2 separate regions of the Mus musculus genome follow, and region 2 is linked to region 1. Evidence: chromatin contacts called from public promoter capture Hi-C data. All regions are on one chromosome and are shown on one strand. The core of a region is the stretch at or near the end of the contact, and the rest is flanking DNA. Distances in the headings are between cores, read along the strand shown. Region 1 has its middle 20 kb from the start of Gm24296. Region 2 holds the start of Nfkbia (nuclear factor of kappa light polypeptide gene enhancer in B cells inhibitor, alpha).

The links. Promoter capture Hi-C pulls out the DNA fragments that hold promoters and counts their contacts.
Region 2: a contact with region 1 is called in a promoter capture Hi-C map of pre-B cells, with 5 times the contacts expected there. The contact joins the promoter of Nfkbia here to the enhancer-like site in region 1. A contact is called at or near these places in 7 of 39 promoter capture datasets (the C10 cell line, cranial neural crest, liver and 2 more) and 4 of 115 datasets of contacts at active chromatin or transcription factors (bone marrow-derived dendritic cells, extraembryonic endoderm stem cells, memory CD8 T cells and 1 more).

The regions. Positions count from the first base shown.
Region 1 is chr12:55,014,143-55,019,826 of GRCm38.p6, forward strand. It overlaps a transcript of Baz1a not described here. Among named protein-coding and RNA genes, the nearest start is that of Gm24296, 20 kb to the left of the region's middle. Within about 2 kb of position 2,864, at least 42 of the 459 cell types and tissues checked have an H3K27ac peak or open chromatin away from gene starts, as enhancers often do. A contact at or near this core is called in memory CD8 T cells and pre-B cells, where this site is marked.
Region 2 is chr12:55,490,277-55,495,960 of GRCm38.p6, forward strand. It overlaps Nfkbia (nuclear factor of kappa light polypeptide gene enhancer in B cells inhibitor, alpha), which reads right to left and starts at 2,371. Exons shown (of 6, transcript NM_010907.2): 1 at 2,024-2,371; 2 at 1,394-1,502; 3 at 844-1,054; 4 at 495-583; 5 at 130-390. The coding sequence starts at 2,250. It overlaps Gm36634 (a long non-coding RNA gene), which reads left to right and starts at 3,019. Exons shown (of 3, transcript XR_381610.3): 1 at 3,019-4,070.

The sequences.
Region 1 (5,684 bases), core at 1,614-4,113:
GGGAGAGAGCCTTGTAGAACAGTAACTCTTCAAATCCAGTCAGGGGAAAGAGCAGAGTGAGCCTTGTGAACAGTAACTATTCAAATGTGGCAGATCTTATATGCTATGTGCAATTCCAGAAAACAAACGCTCGAAACCGCTAAGAAATACTTCAGTAATTACCTTTGCTTTGGCGTTGGAAAGCTACAGGCTGACTGTCAAATGGCTGGGAAGGTGTTCTATTTACTGGTCTTTTCCTTCCAGCAGTTAAAAACCAGTAACCTAAAGCAGGGCAAGCTCAACATTCTATCAAGGTTAATCAGAAGTGGCCAAGCCCACATTGCGGTGGGAAGGCCCCTCACTGTCATGCATAGTGAAGCAAAGGTCCGTGTGTTCAACCTCTTCCAAACCTGACAACTGCTGAACACTGAAATAAATTACCAGAAGAAAGCAACTGTTTTTCCTGTTGTCTTGGTACACAGTTCTGATAAACAGACTCCCAGAGGTGTTGTGTTCCAAACAGGAAAATGTCGTATAAGCTGAGGCTTTCAGGGATAGTACATGTCCATATTTCTATTAGTGTCAGATGCAAGCGGGATGCTGAGCCTGGAAGCAAGGAGTCAAACAGACAGCCTGTGGATGCCCCCCCCCCTCCCAGCCCACCAGCAGCACCTCAGTATAGTGGAGGGTCAGCAAAGAGTGCAAAGAGCCATTTTGCTTCTGTTTTTACTGTCCTCTCGATAAAGGAAAGCAACAGGTTTTATTTGCATATCTGTTTTTACTTTTTGGTTTTGCTTTTTGAGATAGAGTCTCTCTATGTAGCCCTTGCAGTCCAGGAGCTCACTATGTAGACCAGGCTGGCCTAGAACTCACAGAGATCTACCTACTTCTGTTTCCCCAGTCCCAGGATTTAAAGCCTCCACTACCACGCCCAGATTACTTTTTGTTTTTCTGAATAAATGTCTTTCACATTCACCTGCATGTATGCACACCAGGCTGACTTAGACTTACCAGGCAGCTCAGTCTGGCCTCAAAACATACGGCAATCCTCAAGCCACGACACCAGGGTTTGCAAAACCATCACCCCACATTTAGACAAACATAAAAACAACTTAGCGGTTTCTTTTTTATTCTTTAAATATTTTTTTTATTATATGTAAGTACACTGTAGCTGTCTTCAGACACTCAAGAAGAGGGTGTCAGATCTCATTACAGGTGGTTGTGAGCCACCATGTGGTTGCTGGGATTTGAACTCAGGACCTTCAGAAGAGCAGTCAGTGCTCTTAACCACTGAGCCATCTCTCCAGCTCCTCTTCTTTATTCTTTTTCTCCTTTTTCTTTAAAAAAAATTCTTGTTTGTTTTGATTTGAGACAAGGTTTCTCTGTGTAGCCCTGGCTGTCTTGGAACTCACTCTGTAGACCAGGCTGGCCTCAAACTTAAGAGATCCACCAGCCTCTGCCTCGTGAGTAGAGTACTAGGATTAAAGGCACATGCCGCCACCACCACACCTGGCTTTAGTTAGTGGTTTCTAAGCTTTCAAGTCAGAATCTGCAGTAGTCTGCTGGCTTCAAAAAAAAAAAAAAAAAAGAAAGAAAGCTTGCTTTACCTCAAAGAACAGTACCATAAAATATTAAGAGAAAAAAGAGCACTTTGCGGGGTGTTCTGTCAAGTCGGGGAAGCTCGCCTTTGAATCCTGCCTCTAGCACTTAGAGCTCCAAGGTGCATTCTTTCTGGCTGTTGCTGATCTGGACATAGGCTTCATAACTGCCCCTGGATTGAGTTTTAAATCACATAATCATCTTTAGGATCATTCTTCTCTACTGTTGTTGGGAAGAAGGAAAAGGAAAAAAAAATTCCTTTGAAATATGGTTTCATTATATAGCCCTGGCTGGCCTGGAACTTGATATGTGGATCAGGCTAGCTTCAATTTTACAGAGATCCACTTGCCACTACCTCCCCAGTGCTGGATTTACAGGTATGTACCATCGCATCTGGGTTAAAAAGGGCAACTTTAAAGGTATTATAACTGATAAATATATGTTGAGTCCAAGTCTACTTTTGACATTTTATAAGCCCCCAAACTGAAATACATGTAATACCCTACATATTAAATATCTATCTTAATATCAGAGATCTCTAAGCTAGGTGGTGGTATATACACACAGGTAAAACTCCCATAAATATAAAATACAAAATAAAAGACATTTGCTTATGGTCGTTTATGGAAAAGAATGATCACTAGGAAACAGCATAGGTTCTGAGTACCACGCAAGATGGATTCCTTTCATTGAGCATGAAACCCAGAGCTTTGAGCATGCTAGGTCAGTGCTGTGGCTAAGCTATGTCCCAGTCATACCCACACACTCTCTTTGATTACATTATCACCTGGAACCTGCCTTCATGTATCACTGTGGCTGAACTGTGAGCGGAGCTGATGACTACCCTGGAAACTATTTATGGGTGTGCAGTTCTGACTGTACAAGAAATTAAGCTCTTTCAAACCAAAACCGGAACTAGTAGAGAGAAGTCAGATTATATCAGGTTCATGGCAAAAATTTTTAAGGACTATTATTTTATGTGTATGTGCCTGAGCATACGTATGTGTGTGTATCATGTTCAGGCAAGAGGCAGCAGAGGCAAGGAGTGGGCATTAGATCACCTGGACCTGAAGTTACAGACAGTTGTGAGCCACCCTAGAAACTGGTCCTCTGCAAAACCAACGAGTGTTCTTAAACACTGGGCCACCTCTCCAGTCCCTATAACAAGAATATTTAAGACAGAGGCCAGACATCCAGACAGGGACACATCTGTGAGTGAACAGGCAAGGCAGGATCATTTTTGATGGGTATCAGAGCAGAAAGATGAACAGGAAGGAAGTAAATTTCGTTTATCAGGGGCACTAAAGAACTGGTGAGGCTTCTTGCCAAGCCAGGCAGTTAGAAGCACTGTGATGTCCTGGGGACACAGTGTCATGCACAATGCTCTCAGATCGCTATTGTTTCCTCGGGAAACCCCGTTAGAAGACTTGCACATCCTTTTTGCTTTTGAAACAACTAGAACCCTGATGGCAGCCTGTAATTGTAGAGCTCTCCCTCCCAACCCCGATGCAATTAGGGGGCCTTAAAAATACCGGTGCCAACAGCTCCAACCTCCAGCCAATTAAATCAGTCTCTGAGGGAGTGAATCCAGTCCCCAGTAGCTTTCAAAAGCTCTCCCAGGTGAATTTAATGTTCAGTGAAAGTCAGGAATTACTTCCCTAGAGGAAAGTTCCTGCTGAATACTGCTTCCGAACTTTAATATGTGTACAGTAAATTGGGGGTGGGGCTTGTTAAAATGCAGGTTTTGACTTACTAAGTCTGGGTGGGGAACAAAGATTAGCAGTTCATAATAATCCCCCAAGTAATATGAGTGGGGTTGGGGTTGGTATACAGGTCACACATAGAGTCGTGGGCGGTAGGAAGAATACTTGCAATACGCTCTGGTCTGTATCTATTAAAAATTTAATACTGGGGTTGAAGAGATGGGTCAATGTTAAAAACACTGGCTGTACTTCTAGTGGACCCAGGTCCAATTGCTAGCATTGATACGGTCACTTACAACATGACACACTGACATGACACAATTGTTTGTTACTCCTGTTTCAGAGGACTCAATGCCGTCTTCTGGCCTCTGTGGGCACCAGGCACTCACGCAGTGCACAGGTATACATGGATCAAGAGCTCCAAATATTAATCCTGATGATTATACAAAAAAAGACAATGAACGATTCCATCTTGGAATTAAAATTTTTAAATTACTCTTGCAGGCCAAAATAAGGAAAAAACGTATTCCTTAGGGGGCTGAAGATATGGTTCAGTAATGAAAAGCCTGGGTTCAGTTTCCAGCACCCACATAGCAGTTCACAATCATTTGCACCTCCAGTCCCAGAGGACCCAGTGCCTTCTGGCCTCCAAGGGCACCAGGCACACGGACATTCAGGCAGGCAGACCACTTACACACCTAAAATAATCTCTTAAAAAGTATTTCTTAGAAGAAACAAAGTCTATTAAAACGGGCACGGCCGTGCAAGCTTTTAATCGCAGGACTTTGGAGATAGAAACAGGCTGATCTCTGTGAGTTAGAGGCCAGCCTGTTCTACACAGAGCTCTAGCCTAGCCAGGACTACACAGAGAGACCATGTTTTGTTTTAAAGCCTATCAGATAAGCTGATCTGGAGGCTGGACTGGTTAAGAGCACTGGCTGTTCTCATAGAGCAGTGGTTCTCGACCTTCCTAATGCTGCGACCATTCAATATAGTTCCTCATATTTTGGGGACCACCACCATGAAATTATTTCCATTGTCACTTCATAACTAATTTTTTACTGTTATGAATCACAATGTAAACATTTTTGGAAATAAAGGTTCACCAAAGGGATTGAGACCCACACGTGGAAAACCCATGTTCTAGAGGAAGTAGGTTCAATTTGCAGAATTGGTAGCTTACAACTGTCTATAATTCTAGTTCCAGAGGATCTGATGCTGACTTGGGCCATGGGGCATCAGGCATGAAAGCAAAAACAGCCCCCCACACACATAAAATAGAATAAATTTATTTAAAAATAAGATAGTTCTGGAATTAAAAGAAATAATTAAATATATTAGAAGAAAGATGATAACAGAAAAAATAAGAAAGCAAGAGAGCCAGGTGGTGGCGGCACGTGACTCTAATCTTAGTTCTTGGGAGACAGAGGCAGGAAGGTCTCTGAGTTCAAGGCCAGCCAGGGCTACACAGAGAAACCATGTCTTGAAAAACCAAAACCAAATAAAGTGGAGGGGTAGAAAGAGCTTTAGAGCACAGATAACCATCAGATAGGAGAAAAAAACCCCACTAACTTGTCAAGTAGAATTATACACAGATGCTTCTAAAGTTATGACAGGGCATCACCCCATATACTTACTATTAGTTGACAATACTTGGTCTAAACACAGAATACATATAATCTACTGGACACCATTGCTTTTAGCTTAGCCTACTTTGAACACATTCAGAACAACACTATTAACCTATAATTGGCCAAACTTATCTGTCACAAAGCCTATTTTATAATGAAGTGTTGAATGTCTCATGTATTTTATTCTTATAGCACCCCAAAACTCCCTGAGTAACATTTTGGCCTGCCAATTGTCTGCTGTTCCCCATCCCCCTCCATGATTTCATGGTTCCCTGGGAGATGTGACAACTGTCCAGTATTCCAAGGAGGTCCTATATTGCATATGGCTAGCCTCAGGAGACTGAAACTCAGATTCGAAGTACAATTTTTACTAAATACCAGTTGCTTTTGCACCTTGAGACATGAAAACTTCTCAAGCTGAACATGCTGAGTTTCCGCCCATCCCTTTACGTTAGTAATTGAATTTGAGGAAGTGAAATAGAAAGTGTCTGAGGGGCTGCTGTAAAAATACGAGGAGTCTGGAAGTCAGAAAACACAGTAAGATGGAGTAGTGCACTACAAACCTGCCCCAGAAAAGTGGTGGGCAATGAGTTCCAACAGCCATGCTCATTGCCCCCGCAGTGCTCAGCAAGCCTGATGCAGGATGAGACCGGGGGCAGATGGACTCAGTAGGGAGGAGAAAGTCTAACTAAGTGAGGAGAGAACATTAGAGCCAAGGAGTTAGGCATGCTCTCTAAAGACTGGCTCCAGGGCTGGAGAGTGGTTAAGAGCA
Region 2 (5,684 bases), core at 1,121-3,620, 480 kb after region 1:
ACAAACCAGAGACAAATTCTTGGGATCCTGGCTTTGCAAGCCGAGTCTGAGAAGTTAAACAACTGAAATCCCTCTGATCCAAAGCAGCCCTAGAACAGCCGTCAGCGTGCTGAGGGGAGGAACACTCACCTCATCCTCTGTGAATTCTGACTCCGTGTCATAGCTCTCCTCATCCTCGCTCTCGGGTAGCATCTGGAGATTTTCCAGGGTCAGCTGGCCCAGCTGCTGCTGTATCCGGGTACTTGGGCGGCCCCAGGTAAGCTGGTAGGGGGAGTAGCCTTGGTAGGTTACCCTGTTGACATCAGCCCCACATTTCAACAAGAGCGAAACCAGGTCAGGATTCTGCAGGTCCACCGCAAGGTGGAGGGCTGTCCGGCCATTGCAGGGCTCCTGAAACCAAAAGCAATCAGGCGTTAGTTTACGGCTGCATCTGGAAACCTGCTCACCATCAGAGCCAGCCCAACAGAGATTAGGTGGAAGGGAGATGTACTCACCTGAGCGTTGACATCAGCACCCAAAGTCACCAAGTGCTCCACGATGGCCAGGTAGCCGTGGATAGAGGCTAGGTGCAGACACGTGTGGCCTGGAGGAGGAAGACAAAAACTGTAACTACGTGTTTCAATCCTCACACAACTCATGTCTATTGTCTTGAGGACAACCACAAACATCATCAGTTTTGAAGAACTCAGAATCTGGGTTCTGAGTGAATATCATATAGGCATCGAGGAGAAAACTTTTTAAAAAGATCACAGTGTCTGAACTTTGTATACGTTCGGAGTTTAAGACTCAAGTGGCCCCATCTCTCTCCCTCCTCTGCATCCTTGGATGGACTGGCAGACCTACCATTGTAGTTGGTGGCCTGCAGGACGGAGTGGAGATGCTGGGGTGTGCAGGTCTGCGTCAAGACTGCTACACTGGCCAGGCAGCCCTGCTCACAGGCAAGATGTAGAGGGGTATTTCCTCGAAAGTCTCGGAGCTCAGGATCACAGCCAGCTTTCAGAAGTGCCTCAGCAATTCCTGGCTGGTTGGTGATCACAGCCAAGTGGAGTGGAGTCTACAAATGGAAGAGGAAACAGAAAGGGATAAGCCATGGAGCAAACCCATAGTCTTGAGTTTCCTGAACCCCAGACACCTCCCGCTATGGAATCTGATCCTCCCATTTGTCTCTTAGGAGATCAGGCAAACAGGAGGCCCTAGGTGGGTCATAAAGACCTCACTAAACCCAAGGGATTTTTCTTCTGGTTCTAAGACGTTGGCTGATTTGAATGCAAAAGGCCAAGGCAGATAAGAACTAAGTGACTATTAATTTAGAAACGCTTTGGGGGCGACCGTGCTACATCTGACTCCACCAAGGGGTCAAAGAGGGCACCCGCGGGGCAAGCAAGCAGCGCACCTGCTGCAGGTTGTTCTGGAAGTTGAGGAAGGCCAGGTCTCCCTTCACCTGACCAATGACTTCCATGGTCAGCGGCTTCTCTTCGTGGATGATTGCCAAGTGCAGGAACCTGAGGGATGACAGGGAAACCCCCCGAGGGGTGGTGAGCACACTGCGTGGGGGGGGGGGAGGCGCGGGCTGGAGGTGGGGTTGGAGGGGGGATTGCGCAAGGCCGGGGTTTCTGGAGGCCGCGGCCGCGGTGTTTTCCGCGAGGTTATTATGAGCTGAGTGTTCCTGGCAGCCGCCCAGGGACTTTCCGTGCCCCACCCCCTCCGGGCGGGCGCCGGCCAGACCGGCCCGCCCTCCGCCGCCCGGAACGCCCTGTACTTCCCCTCGCGGCCGCGCGGCGCCCGGCGGCTGCGCGCCACCGCTGCCAGGCCGGGACTTTGCGTCCTCGCCGCCGCTGCCGCCCCGCCCCCCCCGGCCTGCGCTCGGCGACTCCGGGTCCGGGGACAGGGGAGGAGGGGGAGGGGGGAAGACAGGCGGCCCGCCGCAGCCCCGGCGCCCCGCAACCCCGGCGCCCTCGCCGTGCAGAACCCCGAGCGCGCTGCAGGCCCCGCGCGACCCCCACCGGTGCCCGGCGCCACTTACGAGTCTCCGTCCTCCGTGAGCTGCTGCTTCCAGGGCTCGGCGGCCAGCGGCGCCTCCTGCGGCTGCAGGCGGATCTCCCGCAGCTCCTTCACCATTTGCTCGTACTCCTCGTCCTTCATGGAGTCCAGGCCGCTGTCGTGGCGATCGTCCACCAAGCGCTCCTTCTTGAGGCCATCCCGCGGGCCCTCCATGGCCCAGTCCTGGCCGTGCCCAGCTGGCTGAAACATGGCTGTGCGGGGCTGAGCGGGTGCAGGCTGCAGGCTGCTGGCGGCTGGCTGGCGAGGTCTGACTGTTGTGGGCTCGGCAGCGCCGCCGCGGCGCCCTATAAACGCTGGCAGGGGATTTCTCAGGGGCGGGGTCAGGCGCGGGGAATTTCCAAGCCAGTCAGACTAGAAAAAGAACTGGCTCGTCCTCCACTGAGAAGCCTAAACCCAGGGCCGGGGTTCATCGGAGAAACTCCCTGCGATGAGCCACTGGGGTCATGCACAGGGAACTTTTTGATGAGCCCTGAGTGGCTGGAAAGTCCTCCCGACCAGGCCCCCTCCCTCTAGGTACTTCCCTGCAGCCTGCACTCAGTAACCCCAGCCCTCTGCAAGAACCCTTCTTTCCCTGGGGTTTCCCACCGGGCGATTTTGGTTTGGGGTCCCAAGCTGCGCAGCTTCCAAGGACGCAGACCTGCTAGGCTGTTCCTCTTAGCGATTTGCCAGTTTGCAGGTCTTTTCCGGTTTTTGATCTTTTTGAAAACCCAAGAGTGGAAACGCTGGCTAGGTGCAGGGATTCGCTTCTCCTAAATTTCTGCGACGACGGACATATGAGTGGTTCCGGGGCCGGCTGTGTTTTGTCTGTTCCAGGCCCTTTGCAATGCAGGGACATTTGGCTGTCCTTCACTCCTACTCCATGAAGCTGTAAAAACTTTGGCATTAAAACAAACAAAACCACCACCACCACCAACAAAAACCAAGAGCTTGGAGAACCCCTAGATTATTTCCTAGGGGTCAATAATCTTGCCCCCCCCCCCGGGGGAGGGGCAAATCCTAGCTCCGTATGGGAACCACATTTTTCCCCAAGTAATGCAAGCTGTTAATCTTAGTAGAAGTTGTAGTTTCCTTGCAACCGCAACTGTTGCGTTCTTGCTGTCGGAGTTAACTTGTTGCAGAGAATGAAGCCGGAGCTTATTGTGAATGCCTAGCAGAGCAATTGACTTAGTGCCCTAGCCAAGGCTGGCCTCTCAAACATAGCTAAAAAAGTAACTGTGAGGTATCCTGCAGGAGGCTCAAGATAGTCCTAACACAGACCCCATCTGAAACCTGCTGCTTCTATCAGCTTCCTTGCTCCCAAGGGACCGCGGCATTATGGGTAGCTGCTCCCCCAAGAAAGGGATTTGGGCCTGTGAGCCTCTAGTTTAACCGGCAAAAGTACAAATGTTACTTCCACCCCACCCCTACTTAGGGAAAATTAAAGCAACGTGGATCAGAGTTTGTCAGACCAGATCCAGGAGGCCTCTCTAGTTCTGCATAGATTTCTGGTGAGATGTGAATGATCTTTTTCTTAATGAGCCTTATGTCAGCTTTCCTCTCTTTGGAATTCCAGCGCCTCCCCCTGAGTATGCATGTGAAGACACTGAGGGAAAAGATTCAAAATCCAGGAAAAACCAAAAAGCCTCCAGACAGTAAGGGCCAGGTTAAAGTTAAAACTTCCTCAGCGAATTCTCCTTTTCCTCTCAGTGGCAAGTTGGATCTGCAAGTGTAATTGAGTGGGACATAGTGAGATTGATCATGAGCAGGACATCTCAATTCCACGCTCTGCCTTTCATTAAATACATTAGTTGGAGAAGTCACTTAACCTTTTTTTTTTATGGTATACTTGCTTTTATAATAATAAGATTGGATCTGTGCTGGTGGGGTGGTTTGAGACAGGGTTTACGTTGTAGGCCCGGCTGGTCTGGATTTCACTGTGTTGTCCCTGTTGACATTGAACTGTTAGTAGGACCTCTGCCTCAGCTTCCCCCTGAGAGCTGGAATTGCACGTCAGTCCTGGAATATTTAAGGTACTTTGTGATATCAGATGGGCATCATTTGTCTAGAAATACACGTCTCTGCTTGGAAGTATGAGTGTGGACTTTTGGAAATATCACAGTATAAATTTTTGGAGGAACCCAGCTTCGTATGCATTATGGTTAGTTCTCAGAAGTAATATTGTAAGCTAGGTGCGGTTCCCATTTTCCTAAAGAAGAAAACAAAATACTTAGAGATGTACCCAGGCCCCCTAATGTCAGTTCGTCTAATTTCTACTACAATATATTAATCATTTTGGTAAAGTATATGTTAACCCTTGGAAACACCTTGCAAAAATGAGACCAAAATGTAGTATAATTTGGAATACACTAAAAGTATTTAGCCTAGTTTGAGGTCAATATGGGCAACATAAGACCCAGTCTTGAACAGCTCCCCAGCCCCCAAATCTGTCTTCCGCTTGGGAGATAAAGCAGAGGATAGGTAGTTTCTCATCTGGAGATAGTTCTTTAAAACTGCAGAGCAGGGCTGAAGGAATGGCTCAGCAGTTAACAGCACTAGCTGCTATTCCAGAAAACCTGAGTTTGATTCCCAGCACCTACGTGGTGTCCTGCAACTCCAGTCCCGGGAGATTCAGCACCGCCAGGCACCAAGCATGAGGGTGGAACACATACATACATGCAGGCGAAACATTCATATACATAAAAAATTAAGTAATATAAAATTTAAGCAATGTACCCTATTGTAATGAATATATATATATGAAGTTAAAGTTTGTAAAAAAAAAAGCCACAGTATGGACTCAAAGCCCCATCTATAAAGGATACTGCAGAAGGTGACTTGGGGCTGCAGGTATAAAATGAAGGAGTATGTATATTTATGCCTCCTTGGGCTGTCCCGACAGCTTCAGGCCTTGGCATCAACTTCGGTATTGTTTAGTGTGACACCTAGTGGCAGGAGTCAGGCTCAAGCATTTCTGGGCTGTCACAGAACCCTTTGAAAAAATCTGGGCGGTGCTGAGGCCGGCTGACTTGGCCCTCCCTGGGAATTCCCTAGGAGTTACCTTCTGTTTACCTGCAGCTCAGGAACACTGTTGACTTACTAAAGTGAGCCAACAGGCTTTCTTTCCATGCACGGCTCCATATAGCTTAAGTCAACAACACCACAGCTCAGCAGGATTGTGTGTGGACAGACAAGAAGGAAGATGTCCAACAATGAAAGGGTCTGGCTTCTTGGAGGCGGCAAGTGAACTTGTGGATCCTTCCATGCTTCAGTTTTCTCCTCATTGTCAAACATTTATCTAAGCTTAACACTTTTAAACTGTCAAAGCTTTACATCACTGTTTTGGAGACAAGGTCTCACCATTGGGTCACAGCCAGCCTTGACCTCCTGAGTGCTAGGATTGCAATCGTCCGACACTGTGCCTAGCCCTGTCTTGGTGTTTGTGAGCTCAGGGCTGGGGATGACCTCAGGGCCTCTTGCAAAGATGATAAACACATAGTTTACCACGAAACTACACCTCAGTCTTTTGTTTTTCCTTTTAAAGCAGAAGGCAAAAATAATATCTTGTACCTTGTAGCAACTTAGTGTAGGCTGGCCTCAAGAGATGACAAGATGGCCCCACAATGGTCCCGGACTGGCTATGGACT